Regions from separate parts of the Mus musculus genome. Here region 2 is linked to region 1. The links are chromatin contacts, called in public Hi-C maps. All regions are on one chromosome and are shown on one strand. The core of a region is the stretch at or near the end of the contact, and the rest is flanking DNA. Distances in the headings are between cores, read along the strand shown. Region 1 holds the start of Fam98c (family with sequence similarity 98, member C). Region 2 holds the start of Lin37 (lin-37 homolog (C. elegans)).

What was found. Hi-C and Micro-C count contacts between places; a contact is called where the count stands out from the background.
Region 2: a Hi-C map of B cells shows a contact between it and region 1, with 6 read pairs. The contact joins the promoter of Lin37 here to the promoter of Fam98c in region 1. A contact is called at or near these places in 1 of 39 promoter capture datasets (pre-B cells), 1 of 484 Hi-C or Micro-C datasets (B cells), 1 of 115 datasets of contacts at active chromatin or transcription factors (pancreatic cancer cells) and 1 of 9 other capture datasets (liver).

Annotation. Positions count from the first base shown.
Region 1 is chr7:29,151,185-29,158,769 of GRCm38.p6, reverse strand. Fam98c (family with sequence similarity 98, member C) reads left to right here and starts at 2,560. Exons shown (of 8, transcript NM_001146023.1): 1 at 2,560-2,640; 2 at 2,740-2,885; 3 at 2,961-3,095; 4 at 3,413-3,618; 5 at 4,077-4,154; 6 at 4,235-4,351; 7 at 5,281-5,448; 8 at 5,923-6,260. The coding sequence starts at 2,600. The coding sequence ends at 6,066. It overlaps Rasgrp4 (RAS guanyl releasing protein 4), which reads right to left. Exons shown (of 17, transcript NM_145149.4): 17 at 4,809-7,324. The coding sequence ends at 7,268. It also overlaps a transcript of Spred3 not described here.
Region 2 is chr7:30,556,809-30,564,393 of GRCm38.p6, reverse strand. Lin37 (lin-37 homolog (C. elegans)) reads left to right here and starts at 4,748. Exons shown (of 9, transcript NM_029377.2): 1 at 4,748-4,952; 2 at 6,436-6,511; 3 at 6,718-6,768; 4 at 7,100-7,129; 5 at 7,209-7,294; 6 at 7,370-7,536. The coding sequence starts at 4,919. Psenen (presenilin enhancer gamma secretase subunit) reads left to right here and starts at 1,190. Exons shown (of 4, transcript NM_025498.3): 1 at 1,190-1,342; 2 at 1,456-1,598; 3 at 1,966-2,070; 4 at 2,260-2,529. The coding sequence starts at 1,538. The coding sequence ends at 2,399. U2af1l4 (U2 small nuclear RNA auxiliary factor 1-like 4) reads right to left here and starts at 1,054. Exons shown (of 8, transcript NM_170760.3): 1 at 995-1,054; 2 at 775-862; 3 at 398-464; 4 at 263-312; 5 at 93-191. The coding sequence starts at 1,038.

The DNA.
Region 1 (7,585 bases), core at 1,311-3,810:
TGTCTTTACTTCTCGTCCCTCTACATTCTGCAGTCCTGAGCTGGTCATCTGGCTGGTTTATATGTCCAGTCAAGTACATTTACTAAGCCCCTAATGTGTCAAGCCCCATTGTGACTGGCAGCGACACAGTGAACAACGGGAGGGGAGGGGGTTCAGTGGGTGTGCGCAGGGGCCAACCAGCACTAGCCATTAAAGTAGGAATTGGGCTGGTAAGTTGGGAATGGATTTAAGCAAGGTGGATCCTGGGAGAGGAGGGTGGAGAGGCTTTGAGTGACATTTTGTTACCCCAATGGAATGGAGTTAAGCAAGGTGGATCCTGGGAGGGGAGGGTGGAGAGGCTTTGAGTGACACTTTGTTACCCCAATGAGTGAGATGGGACCATAAGAAGGCTCCCAAGTATTGATTTGCATTTTCAAAGGCTATCGCTGTGTGAGGAAGACTCCTGGGGTCGTCCCTGTGGAGCTGCAGGTAGTGTCTGTGAGAGGGAAGAGGGAGGTTAATGGATGTTTGGAAAGACTCCATAATTGAAAAGAAATGTGCTCGCTTGCCCATAGGTATGTGTATGCACCACCTGGCTCCTTGGTATCGGGCTCCCTAGAACTGAGCCATGTGGTTGCTGGGAACCGAAACCCAGATGCTCCGTAAGTACTCTCTTGCTTAGCTCTCTCTCCAACCAGAGCTCCTAGGTTTACACATGGAGTTTGACAGAAGGCTGAAAATGTTGCTCAGTGGTGGAACACATGCTTAGCATGGGCAAGAGCTTGAGGTAAGGCCCAACACCAAAGAAGGAGTAAAGGTTATTAGCCCAAGGATTTTGTTTTGTTTTTAATATTTTAAAATTATATGTGGCTCCATGCATGTGACCTGGAGTTTCTGGTGCTTGTGGGCCACATACATGGAACTTGTGGTGATCTTCCTATGAGGACACATGTCTAAGTCACCAGATCTGGTTTTGAAACATTATTTTGTATTTATGTACATGTGTGTTTGCAGGGATGCCCAAAGAGGCCAAAGAGCATGGTGGATCCTCGGGTGCTTACGAACCCCCAGAGGTCAGTGCTGGGAGCCAGCTTTTGAGAGAGCAGCAAGTCCAGTTCCCCGACTTCTTGGATTTTTGTTTTTGGACAGGGTTTCTCTGTGTAGCCCTGGCTGTCCTGGAACTCACTCTGTACATCAGGCTGGCCTCGAACTCAGAAATCCGCCTGCCTCTGCCTCCTGAGTGCTGGGATCAAATTCGTGCGCCACTACGCCCGGCTTTACTTGTTATTAACTAAGGATGCACCTTAACATATGGACCATAATCCTCACACTTTTAAGAATGAGTGCTTGAGGGGGCTGTCGAGATGGCTCAGTGGGTAAGAGCACCAACTGCTCTTCTGAAGGTCCTCAGTTCAAATCCCAGCAACCACATGGTGGCTCACAACCATCCGTAATGAGATCTGATGCCCTCTTCTGGTACGTCTGAAGACAGCTACAGTGTACTTACATATAACAATAAATAAATCTTAAAAAAAAAAAAAAATGAGTGCTTGAAACATTGGGTGTGACACAAACCTATAGTCCCAGATCTTGGGGGGCTAAGATAGGAGGGTCTTAGTGAGGCCAGATTCCATTTAATATATTAATGGCTGGAGAGATGGCTCAGTGGTTAGGAGCACTTGTTCTAGCAGAAGACTTGGGTTTGGTTCCCAGCACCCACACAAGACTTCACGACCACCTGGAAGTCCTGGAAGTCCAGTTGCAGGAGATTGTAAGCCTTCTGACTTCTGTGGGCACAAGGTACGCGCACACACATGCACACGCACACACACACACACACACACACACACACACATACACACACACGACATTCAGGCACATAAAACATATACTTTATTGCCCTTGGATCCCAATCGCATAGATGGAAAAAACCAGTTTGGCAGAAACATTAGCTGGCAAATGGAGTCAACCCCAGTCCCATCGGCTTGCCTCCCCCTTAGGATGGAGTTTCTCAATGGCATCTGCTTTTTCTTTCGAAGGCCTACAGAGGCAGAGAGTCTGGCTAACACTGGACCCACTGTGAGGTGGAAGGAGGGTCTGGCTGAGGTGGGAGAGTGGATGTGAAGACGTGCTGAAAATCTAATCCTAAAGTGGAAGAAAAACAAGTCGGATGGGACTTTCGGTCTGGGGTGCACTAAGAACAAAGGGCAGCTGGGCGTGTCACACGCCTGTCAACCAGCAAACAGAAGGAGGAAGCAGGACTAAGAAGCCAGCCTGAGCTACATAAATGTATAAATCGAGACCCTGCCTCCAAAAGTATAAAAGTTAAATAAGTTGCTTTTTGCTTTTTTTTTTTTTTTTTTTTCTTGAGAGTCGGACAGTAGGGACACCCGAGCCTCCTGCGACCTCGTAGATCCAAACCTCAAGCTATAAAATTTACACTGGACAAGTTACCTGAAGGGTGCGCGTGGCGCGCGACCAAGCCAATAGGAGCGTGGAAGCGCCTTCGCACGAGAATATGGTTGGATAGCAGCGGGAGAGAGGAGGCGGAGGGAAGAGGGGGCGGAGCCTTTCCCTGGCGGAAGGGGGCGCGCGCACCGGGTCCGCAGACGGAGTTGCCATGGATGGGGCCATGGTAGCGGGTGACCTTCTGACACTGGGGTAAAAGATTCGGTGGTGTGGCCTGGGGGTACGGGAAGGGCGCACTCGCCTGGGGACGCGGACGCAGAGGGACTCGCACTGACGCGTGCCCCGCCGCAGGTACGATGCCCTCCCGGAGGGGGCGTCTCGGGGTCCCGCGTGTGCAGACTTCAGGGCGCTGTGCGCGCGGCTGGCGGCCGAGCTGACGGCTCTGGGAGCTCTGGAGCGGCGAGAGGAGGGCACCGCAGTGCTGGGCGCCGGCCACGGTGCGTGAGAAGCTGGGTGGACGGCGGGTAGAGCCGCGGAACCCGCTGCTTCCTGATGGCTTCTTCCTCCCGCAGGCCCGGACACAGAGGAAGAGTTCCTGCGGCAGTTGGCCGGCTGGCTGCGGGCGTTGCACTGCCCGGATCGCGCGCTCTGCGGCGGAGACTGCGCCACCGTGCTGCGGGAGCCCGGCGGCGGCCTGCGTCTGCTGCGTGAGCGAGCTTGGAAGGCCCAGGGTGGTGGCGGTGGGCGGGGCCTCTGAATGGGGCGGGCTCTGACGCTCAGACTGGACTCCCGTGGGTGTGGCCAAAGCTTTGCGGCGAGCTTGAAGGCCGCAGGTAGATAGGCTAGGGTTAATTAAGGCTTGGCTTGAATTCTGACAGAGGCCTCTGAAAACTTTAATGCGTTGAGTTAAACGCCAGTTGGGTGGTTCTGAAGTGGACCCACATCCCCCATTGTCGGTGGGTGAGGCTTACTCTGGGGGAAGGGCCAAGGTTCTGGTTGGGTAGGGATCTACTCCTCTTTTTAGGGTTTCTTTGCTCTGAGCTCCAGGCTGCCCGCCTCTTGCATCTAAGGCTCCAGCGGGATTCTAGCCCTGTGCCATCCTTTGGAGAAGGGACAAAGAAGGCGAATGGCGTTGTTCAGGAACTGACGCTAACTCTTCAAGCCCTGGGGCTCCCCAGACCCCTGCGTGGAACCCTGGCTAGCCAGCTACTTCGGGAGTTTCATGACAAGGTAGAGAGAGTCTCCTCCTGAGGTACCTTACTTGTGGAAAGGAGCCTGTTTTCAAAACCAGCTCTAAAAAGGATGACCCATCGACAGTGGCCATTCGTTCTAATTTGCTTTTTGCTGTGATAAAACACTGACCAAAGCCAGCTTAGGGGAGGAAACCGTTTGTTTCCCTTCACAAGTTACAGCCCACCGTTGAAGGAAACTGAGGCAGGAACCCAAGCCTCAAGCCAGCCATGGAGGACAACCGTTTACTAGCACATGCCTCCCGGCTTGTTCAGCTACCTCTTATACAGCCCAGGCCCAGAGTGGGCTGGGCACGCCTATATCCAATAGCAATTGTCAAGTTGGCAAAAGTCGTTAACACTTCTGAGACCCAGGTTCACAGGGTTGAGGGAAACTAGAGCCCCTGAGAAGGTCCATCCTGTTTGTGTCTCACTGGCTTCTAATGATTCTCCCACCAGATCTCTGAGCTGCTGCCGTCCCTGCCCCCGGAGTCCATGAAGCCCCTCCTTAACTCGCAGCTGGATGCATCCCGATGGGTGAGAACATGTGCAGATGGCTGTGAACAGTATCTACCCAGAGACGGGACCCTGGGCATGACCAAGACCTTTCCTTCCAGGAAGCCCTGGAGTCTCTGTCCCAAAGCCTGACAGAGCAGTACTGCTGCCGCCGCTGCCTCCTCCTGAAGCGCCTTGACCTCACAACATCTGCTTTCCACTGGGGTGACCGGGCAGAGGTGTGGGGACCATAACAAGAATAAGCAGGCCCGCCAGAGGAGCTCGGCTGCAGGGAAGGGGGTCGAGGGCGAAGAATATATACTCTTGGGGATCCTGGGGCCCAGGCCACTTTAGAATCTTAAGATTGCACTTTTCATTTTATGTGTCTTACCTGTATGTGTGTGCACATCATGTGTGTGCAGTATCCACAGAGGCCAGCAGGGGGTGATGGATCCCTTGGAACTGGAGCTATAATGTATACCACCATGTGGGTACAGGGGACTGATCCCAGGTCTCCTATAAGAGCAGTACGTTCCCTTAAGGTCAAGCCATCTCTCCAAACCACACTTCACAATCTTACAGGGTTTAAGACTTCTAGACTCCCAGGGCCTCAAGGGCATTCTAGAAATCCCAGCTCTCAGCTGGGAGTGTCCTCAGAACTATTTACCGTATGTAACAAAATAGACAATAAGGCTATTTTTTTTAAAACTGTTTTTGTGTAGCCATGACAGAAAATACCAGAAACCCAGAGTTTTTTTCAGGAAAAACAAGTTCCTTTTGGCTTATGGTTTTGGAGGCTGAAACATGTAGCCTTGGACAGGTGCTGGCCAATGTCCCATCCCATGTCACCATAACACAATAGGACTTGCAGGAATCCCTCCGATGGTGGTACCCCGTGATTGTCGGCCAGGCTCTAGTTCTCACATGGTCAACCCCTTCTGAGATTTTGTTTCTGCTTCAACTTGCGAGGTAGCTGAGGCTGATCTTGACAGTCCCTCCTGACCCTCCCTCTTCCCTAGTGCTGAGACTCCAGGGTTACTCGCATCCAGCTCTCCACCACAGCACATGCACCTTGGAGAAGCACCCACTCCCTCCAAAGCACACGGAGGCCCTGAGTAGGGATGAGCTCTTGGGCATCTTCTCCGTGTATGCCCTTCTCCTGCTCTAGGCCCACGGAGAGGTCATGAAGGCGGTGCTGTCCCCAATCCGAGGGCTTCTGACTCCAGAATCTGATGTCTCTATCGCACATGTTCTGGCTGCCCGAGCTGACCTTTCCCGCCTGGTCCCAGCTACCAGTGTGGCTGCCCGACGAGGGACCAGTTGTGCAATCAACAAGGTGGGCACACCTGGGGCGGGGAGAGTCTGGGCATCCTTGGCTTTTAGATTGGTCTTTTGGGGGTTTCCCTGGTTCAGTGTTCTCCTTGGTTCCTGGCCTCTGGACTCAACTGAATTCATACTACCTACTCTGCATGTCAGCTAGAAAGATTTTTTTTTCTGAGACAGGGCTTCCCTGTGTAGCTTTTACTGTCCTGGAACTCTGTAGACCAGGGTGGCCTCTTAACTCAGAGATCCTCCTGCCACTGCCTCCTGAGTGCCAAGATTAAAAGTATGTACCACCGTCACACCTTCCTCCCCGCCCCCCCCCTTTGAGATATAGAGTCCTAGGTAGCCCAGGCTAGCCTCCAACTCATTATGTAGCCAAAGGCTGGGTATAAACTCTTCCATTTCCCAAGTGATAGGATGCTGGGGGACACCAGCACCCCCAGCTCTCTTTACCTCCTACTGAAACTCAAGTCTTATCAACTCTTAGGTGCTTATGGGTGATGTGCCAGACCGTGGGGGGCGCCCCAGTGAGCTGGAAGCTCCCATGCCTACTTGGAAGAGCCGACGAGAAGATGGAGGAAGGGGGAAGGCTGGCCAACAGCGCTGGGGCCGCAGAAAGAAGAAGAAGTGAAGGGCCTTTGAGGGACGGTTGCAGATTCTGCCAGGCGCTGATGCTGCTGGCACTCCTTCAGGAGGCACTGAGGGGTTATCCTCGGCAAGCCTGGCCTTCCCTATTCTAGAGGCCCTAAATGCCCTACACCCAGCCGCCACTCAACACTATGAACCGTGTTGTCTGAAAAATAAATTTAGTTCTTTTGATGGCTATAGGATCTTGTTTCTGTTAGGGACCAGGTCAGGGGTGTATGGGTTTGTGGGAAAAGACACATTGAAGCATCGGACTTTATAGGTGCTCCCTGGTACCAACTCAGCCAGGTAGTCTATCTAGGCACAGCTAGATAATAGAGATAAACATCTCTGCCTTTGGGGAGTGGTTCCTGGCAAGGAGGGGCAGACATTTAACAAGATAAATAGTGAATCTCTCGCTTGTTAGAGGACCAAAGTGCCAGAGAGAAATAAAGCAGAAGGGAGAGGGGTTCAGAACATGTCTGTGTGACAAGTCTTGCGGTCAGGAGCCCCACCCCCCCTCCCCGCCCAAGGGGACATCACTGGAGCAAAGTTCTAGAGCAGGTAAGTCATACAGACCTCTGGCAAGGAGCATTGCAGGTAAAGGGAGGGAACCGGCAGTGCAAAGGCCCTGGGGTAGGAGTATTTGGGGCATGTTCTAGGAACCCAGTGGCCAGTGTAGGTGGAAGAGGATGAGGAAAGGTGAGCTGTGGGAAGGGAAGACAGGTGGTGAGGAGCCATCTTGCAGAGCTTTGTAAACCATAGGACTGGGTTTTACCTTGAGCAAGCAAAGGAAGATGTTTTTCACACACTGCCCACACCAGCCCCTTTTCTGGCACTGGTTAGAACCCTGTCCCCTCCACGCTCACAGCCTCCCAAGCCCATGCCAACAGCCCGTGCAGGCCGCTGGCTCAGAGCTCCAGTTTTAGAACAGGCGAGTCTTGCCTCCCACACCTGGGCTTGAAGGTCAGCCTTACTGAGTCTTCCTCCTCGGATGTGGGGAGCTGGGGAGCACACAGCTGGAGCCCAAGTGCATCCAGCACAGAGCTACAGATAAAAGTGAGGGGAAGGAGTGTGACTGGCAGTCAGTGCGGTGCAAAAGAACGGCTTTTTTTTAGGGGAAAAGATGGTGGGTGCTTTGTCAGAGGCAGAGTGGGGGTGGAGGAGGCGTTGGTTAGGGGAGTAAGGGAAAAGCCTCCAGATGCTCTTCAGACGCTGGGCTTCGAGGAAGCTCTGGATGGTAAGACCCGTGCTGGGCAGGGCACCTGGGAGGAGGAGGAATACACAGTGAGGAGTATGTCATTCCTCCACAACCAGGATCAAGGTCTCACTCGGACTGTGGCTAAGTAAATGAACCAGTACTCCCAGATGGGACCTCTGCCTTTAGGAGTGGAAATTGTTCCTATAACATTTACTTGAGCCCCTGACCTTATTTGGCCTTATCTTTTTTTGGGTGGGGGTGCCATGTTTCAAGTGGATGCTGCCTACGCCGACCCTGGAGAGTACGCCAAGGACGTGTGGGTAGC
Region 2 (7,585 bases), core at 3,499-5,998, 1.4 Mb before region 1:
TATCGATAGTCCTCAGGTTGGGAGGTTTCAGTGGTGGCCATAGGCACTGAAATGTTTCCACTTCTGGGTTCTAAGCAGGGGGCAACAGGCACCTTAACGTAGACATTGCCCACGAGGTGGTCCCCGAGGTTGTCACACACATTCATCTCTTCAATCTCTCCATACTTCTCCTGCAGTTCTGTGAATACCTCCTGCAGAAGATGGGGAGAAGCTCAGCTAAGGTCTGGCACACAGGAAACCCAGTTACCCTGGCAACCCTCACCTCAAAGAAGTTATCATAGTGTTCTTGCACCTCCACGTCGCTCACGTGACCTGGAGGAGGGATGGAGGGTGAAATGAGGGCGTAAACTGCTGGGGCTGTCTGCCCAGTCCCTGAACTATCTAGCCTTTTACTCACAGTGTGATCCATCTGCAGTTTGGGCTGTGTTCTGTGGATTCCGGTACAAGTTGAGCAGGACTATGGTCTGAACAAAATTTAAAAGAGACCTGAGCTCAGACAGAAAGCAGGGCTGCATACAGTGTGAGTATGAAGTTGGGGAGAGAGAGATGTGAGCCAGTAGAGTCAGAGACGCCAAAACTACCTAGCCAGCCAGGGGGCGTGGCCGGTGTTCATGGGAGGCGGGGTCCAGTCCCGGGGAAGAAGGGTCTGTCTACCCAGAGGACCAGGTCAGAAAGCAAAGAGGGGTAGGATTGGCTTTAGAAATCCGGAAGAGGCGGGACCCCGAGATGATGGACAGCAGGTGAAGCGCGGGGAGGCTTGAATCTGGGTCTCACCTGGCTGAAAGTCGGTTTGTTGTGAAGTCGGGAGCACCGGTCCCCGTGCCGGCAGGCTCCAATCTTAAAGTAAAAAGAGCAGTTAACCCTGGAAGAGGTGCAAAGACAGAGGTAAACCGAAGGCCGGGAAGGCCGGGTATCCCACGAACACTGTCCGTCCAGCCCGTAGGGACCCAAGTGCCCCGGCTCCCTGAGAGGCTACTCCCTTCACCATTCTCACTTGTCCTTCTCAGTCCCGAATATCGAAGCTAAATATTCAGCCATTTTTACCCGAACACTCCAACGCGCCTGCTCCTTGCGTCACTTCCGTTGCTTAGGAGCGTTGGGAAGTGTAGTTTCTGCCTGTGGTACTACTGCGCACGCGTGTTAGAGGCCAGCGGACCGTCCTCGACCGTCAAGCGCGTGTTTTTCTGGGAGCGCATGCGTACAACGTAGCGGAGGGGGTGGGGTGCGAGGGGGGCTGGGCAGGAGAAGAAAAAAAAAAGCGACAACAAACTCCACTGAAAACTGCGGCATCTCCCGCAAATCTCCCGCAAAGGAATCCAGGCAGAAGGGATAAACCGCACTGGTGAGTTGAGAGTCGTCTGGTATACCCTAGCTAGATAGGGAACTTCCTCGTCCCACGAGCCTGTTCCGAGGTACCCTTCCTGTAGCCAACGCTCCTCTAATTTATCGTAATAGGGGCGTGGTTGCTCGTGATCTTGCGTCTGTCATTTGGGTCTTGCTCTGCAGACCCTTAGGACCACCGGGCTCCAGCGCAACTATGAACTTGGAGCGGGTATCCAATGAGGAGAAGTTGAACCTGTGCCGGAAGTACTATCTTGGTAAGGCCGGTCCCCTAAGGTTTCGGGGGTAATAGAGGGGATAGGACTAGAGCGCCCAAGGCAAGAGGGCATATGAGCCTGGATTCGTGGGAACACAACTGGGAACGCAGACTCTAGTCCGCGAGAAGGGAGGCTTCAGGAAGGAGGAAACTGAGGTCTCTCAATCACAGTCCCAATGAGCAGGAAGAAAGAATGAGCGAACGCCTGGGAGGAGACAGTCCTTAGATTAGAGCTCGAACCCCACATCCCCTAACAGCAAGGATCTCCAGTTAAACGTGGGAGAGGACCTTCCAAATAGGTTTTCTAAGGTGGAGATTAGGAAAGCTCTTTACTGTCGTTTGACTAAGTGTGGGTTTCTTTTTCCTAGGTGGATTTGCGTTCCTGCCTTTTCTTTGGTTAGTCAACATTTTCTGGTTCTTCAGAGAGGCGTTCCTCGCCCCAGCCTACACAGAGCAGAGCCAAATCAAAGGCTGTGAGTTCTAGGGCACCAGCAAAAAAAAAAAAAAAAAAGACAGTGGGTGGTTGGGTGGTTTGGAAGGGATGATGGAGGCTCCAGAACTCTAGGAGATCTGTGTCAGAGATGAACGGGCTGTCCTGGGTGGGTCCAGCTCCCCCCAGAGCAGCTGGAGGCCAACTCTCTCACCCTTGTTCTTCACTCTAGATGTTTGGCGCTCAGCTGTGGGCTTCCTCTTCTGGGTGATCATTCTCGCCACCTGGATCACCATCTTCCAGATCTACCGGCCCCGCTGGGGCGCTCTTGGGGACTACCTCTCCTTCACCATTCCCCTGGGCACTCCCTAACAACTTCATAAGCTGCTGATCTGTTCTTTCTCCCAGGATGAAGGCTTCTCTGCTCTAGGCTTTCCCTCAGACCCTGAAGACATCTGTTTCTCATTTCCCATCTGCCCCAATAAAGGACCCTAACTTTAAATATTGAGTTCTTGGGATCTTTCGGAGCCAGAAGGATAAAATGATTGCTAACACTCAAAGGCACTTACTGAATGTGTTACATGTTAGGCTTTGTGCTTTTACCCAGTGTATGAATTTTTATTTATTAACTACTGTTCGTACCTTTCTGAAATAAGAACTTTCCTACTTCGGAAAGAAATGACGCTCCCACTTTGAGGGGCCCCTATCTTGCACTAGTAGTTGTGAATTTAAGATTTATTTACTTTATGTATATGAGGACACCAGTGCTCTCTTCAGAGACTCCAGAAGAGGGCATCTGGGTGTCAGCCACCATGTGGTGGCTGGGATTTGAACTCAGGACCCGTAGAAGAGCAGTCAGTGCTCTTACCCGCTGAGCCACCTCTCCAGCCGGGTAGTTGTGGATTTAAAAACACAACTTTCTGAACTGGAGCAGTAGTTTACTGGCAGTGCACTCTGTTAACATTCCTAGCCTGACAAACCAAGCAAGAAAATCACTTTCTTGTTCTAGGCTTTGGTAGTCTCTGCCAAGGAAGAATTCACATTTCTCCCTCTAAGGGAGGTGTCTTATCCAGGAGCTTCCTTAGGACAGCTTCCTTGACTTTCCTATTCTTTATTCTTGTTGTTGTTGTTTTGTTTGTTTTTTTTTTTTTTTTTTTGGTTTTTCGAGACAGGGTTTCTCTGTGTAGCCCTCGCCATCCTGGAACTCACTCTGTAGACCAGGCTGGCCTCGAACTCAGAAATCCACCTGCCTCTGCCTCCCGAGTGCTGGGATTAAAGGCGTGCGCCGCCACCACCCAGCCTATTCTTTATTCTTGATTTAGTTTTGTGTGTGTGTGTGTGTGTACTTTTATGTAGTGCCCATGGGAACCAGAAGAGGACATCAGCATCCTCTAGAACTGCAATTATACATGGTTGTTAGACACCATGTGAATCCCCTTAACTACTGCGCTCAACAAGTGAGCAAGCCCTTTCTCTGGCATCTTGATCTTCTCATTTAAAATTTCATGGCCAGTCAGTGGTGGTGCACGTCTTTTATCCCAGCACTTGGGAGGCAGAGGCAGGCAGATTTCTGAGTTCGAGGCCAGCCTGGTCTACAAAGTGAGTTCCAGGACAGCCAGGGCTACACAGAGAAACCCTGTCTCAAAAATAAATAAATAAATATTTCATGATTTTGGTGGCTTATGTCTGAAACCACAGCACTTGGGAAGCAGAGGCATGGTGGATTTCTGTGACTTCCAGGCCAGCTGGGGTTTGTAGTGATACCCTGTGTCAACATAATTTCAGCAAAGAGTCTAGTGAGATAACTCAATGGTAGGGACACTTGCTGCCAGTCATGACCTGCGTTTGATCCTCAAATCCTGTAAGTGATCTGACTGCTACAGGTGTGCCCCACCCCCCAATAAGTTAAGAAAAGCATATACCCAACAGGTTGTTGTGTTAATCACACACTGGGGAGGCTGAGGCAGGAGGCCTTCCGGGAGTTCAGAGACAGCTTGGGTCACATACATAATGAGCTTCAGGCTAGACTGAGCCAGAGTGAGGCAATAAATAAATAATGATAAAGTCTCAGTCCCCACTTTGATGTTCCCTATTGAGTATTTTTACATATTTGTGTGTTCCCATTACATTTCACTTAGAATTTTTGGCTTGTTTATTGACTATCGTCTATCCTCTACACGATAAGACACATTCTCAGCAAGGATTTTTGCCTGTTTTGCTCGTTAAAGCGTCCTCACTATGTGGATGAGTACCCAGCGCTTTTAGTATTTAAATGAAAGAGAGTTAGCTGAGAAATACACCTAGCGAGCTCTCTGTCAGAAAGGATCCAGTCCGTCTCCAGAATGATCTTCCTGTGAAGGATGTCAGTGACTATGATAGTTACTTAGGAGCTGGAAATAGGTTTAGTGGCAATACTAAAATATAACACTACAAATCCCGAAAAGCCTTGGGATGTCTGAGTCTTTGCTTCCCATAGTGCTCCTTGCGGCGCAGGCGCATTACCTCCGTCTTGAGCCTCGGAAGTTTGAATCACAACCCCCACCTCCGCCCCCCAGGTGCCTGGCTTGTCGTTGGTTTGTTTCCGGATACAGGGCCTCGGGAAGGTGGAGCCTAAGGCTGGGAGCCAATAGTACAGGCTGTCAATTGGCCAGCAAATGAAATTGACGTTTTCATCAACTAGTGGGAAAAAGCAGTTGCCAAAGGGTCCCGCCTACAGAAGGGGAAGAAGGGAAGTGGCCGCCAAGGCAGTCGCGGCTGGACAGTGCTCAGGCCCGAGGACCAGTGGTGCCCAGACTTACCTTTGACCTTTCCCTGCCCGCCTTCCGCCTAGCTTTTGAACCACACCTCCTCCAAGTTTTTCTGATCCAGCGCATTAGACCTGCACCCAAATCATGTTCCCGGTAAAGGTGAAAGTGGAGAAATCAGGTGAGGACTGGGGATCCAGGAGAGATATGTTAATAGTGAAAAAGCGGAGTACGCGACATCTCTCTGCAGCCCATATGACAGGATCCTCTAAAAAGGGTCCTTTTCTTTTTCTACCTCACTTTCCCCATTTCTGACAGTGGGCATGAGTCATCAATTGTGGAGTGTCCCTGAATCAATCCTCACTGGCTGTGCATTCCAATAACGCTAGGGTGTAGGGTGATAAATAGACAAGGTGGGAGGAGTGGCAGGGTGTAGGAAGGAAGCGGGCAGCAGAGCAGCTAGGGCGACTGCAGCCGTGAGGAAACGGAGGCAGAGAGATGGGAGGGGAGGAGGACAGATCTGTGGGTTCTGGGAAGGGACTTTCGACTTTTCCTTTGAGGGAAGTGGGTAGTCTAGGGAGGTTTTTGAAGAAGGAGTGAGTTGGTAAAGGTACACCCCAAAGTGCAAAAAAACAAACAAACAACAACAACAAAGCTTGAGTGGACATCCTCAGAGATGCAGTGAGTGGAGAGAGGGCTGTTCGTGTTGGCAGCTGCCTTTATTCCCAGGGCATGGAGAACAGAGACAAACGGATCTCTGAAGTCAAGGCCAGTTTGACCTACTTAGCAAACAACATGCCAACCCAAGGCTATATAGTGAAGAACTGGGGGTGGGAGGAGAGAAATATATATAGTGGAGGGAGCCTCACTACAACTATGCAGGTAGGACAAGGGTGGGTTTGGAAACGCCAGACTGAGTACAGACCCCATTTTCTGGAGTCAGGATTGAAGACTCCTTGAGGGTTCTGTGCTGGAGAAGATCAAAGCCACGTTGTGTTGTCTGTCTGTCTTTGTATTTTTTCTTTCTTTTGCTTATTGTTTGAGAGAGGATCTTTCATTGCTGAGGCTGACCTTGAAACTCTTGATCCTCCTACCTCAGCCTCCAGAGTGCTGGGATAGCAGACATATGCTATTATGCCCAGTAGGCTTGGCTTTCTTTTAGGAAGGTTCTTTTGTCTGCATTATAAAAGGAGGTGGATCAGAAAAGATGACAGAGGCTAGGCGCTGGGTGGGAGGAAAAGGCGAGGTAGGGAGGGGATATATTGACAGACTCCCACAAGCCAAGTGAGCTGAGACTGGGGCTGGGAAAGGAGTGCCCACAGCGAGTCAGGAGCCTGTGGGCCAGCTAGTCACGCCTCATGGGAGAATCCAGGGAGTGGAGTGGGTTTCGAGGAGACCTCAGTGGGAATACCCTAAGGGCTGTCCATGGAAGGTGTCCAGATCCTAGATTCCTGAGTAGGTGTTGGAGAGAAAGAGCAGTGGTAGCAGCTGTGCCCTTGGCCCCGCCTAAGGCTCTGTCACCCTGGTTCTGTCTTTAGTTGGTCTCTCCACTGAGTGGCACTAAAGCTGCTTTCCAAGTAACTGGACCAGACAGGACGTAGGATCGCCTCCCACGGCGAATGTGGGAGGCGCACACAGAGCTGATTCCTACCTTCTACCCTCAGAGATGGAGATGGCCAAAGCCCGGAACCAGCTGGATGCCGTTCTTCAGTGTCTGCTGGAGAAGAGTCACATGGACAGGTTGGAACCTGGTCCAGCCTGGGGAACCACAGGGTGGGAGCTGTTTGGACTGACTCTGATTGTTGGAGGGGGGATGTGGATGGGAGGCTGGAGGGGCTGCCTAGGGTGAAAAGTGCCCCATGGGATGTTTCATGGGAAGACTAATTAATAGCATCACACTCTGGGTCCTTGGTACCCTAAGCCAGTAGTGTTTTTTTTGTTCCCAGGGAACGCCTGGATGAAGAAGCTGGGAAAACCCCCTTGGATACGCACAACAAGTAAGGGACTTTGATGGGATTTAGACCTGAGAGTTTGGGTTAGGTAGCTTTTCTCTCTGCTGAGTCCTAACCATCTTGCATAGACAAAGATACCTGTTGTATAAGTGGCTAACACCTTAGAGGAGGGTATTGGTGGGATACAAGGCCCAAGGAGTACCAATAATCCCCAGGATGTTAATTTTTGTTTGTTTTTAGAGCTAGCGATAGAACCCCAGGGCTTTTGCCCATGCTAGGCAAATGCTCTGTTCCTGAACTACGTCACTTCCACCTTGGGGGGCAGCGTTGAGCAGCTGTTTATTAAAGCCTCCTGACACCATGTCTCTCCCTGCAGGGATTGTTCCATTGCTGCCACAGGCAAAAGGTAAGGTGGCTGGGACCCCAGCTCACTAAAAGGTTCCCAGTCCCCAGCTCCGGGCCTGACACTCACCTTAACCACACAGGCCATCTGCCCGCTTCCCCCACCAGCGGAGGAAGAAGAGGAGGGAGATGGACGATGGGCTCGCTGAGGGGGGTCCTCAGAGATCCAGTGAGTAGGCAGGGGACTGAGAGGGTGGGTGTGGAGCCAGGAACTACACACTTATCGCCTACCTTACCACCCCAGATACGTATGTGATCAAGCTATTTGACCGGAGTGTGGACTTGGCCCAGTTCAGTGAGAACACACCACTGTACCCCATCTGCCGCGCCTGGATGCGCAACAGCCCCACAGTGCGAGAGCGCGAGCGCTCACCCGGCTCACCGCTGCCTCCTCTGCCCGAGGATGGAGAGGTAGGATGAGTTCAATCAGGAGGCCAGATTGAAGAGTGGGTGGATAAGT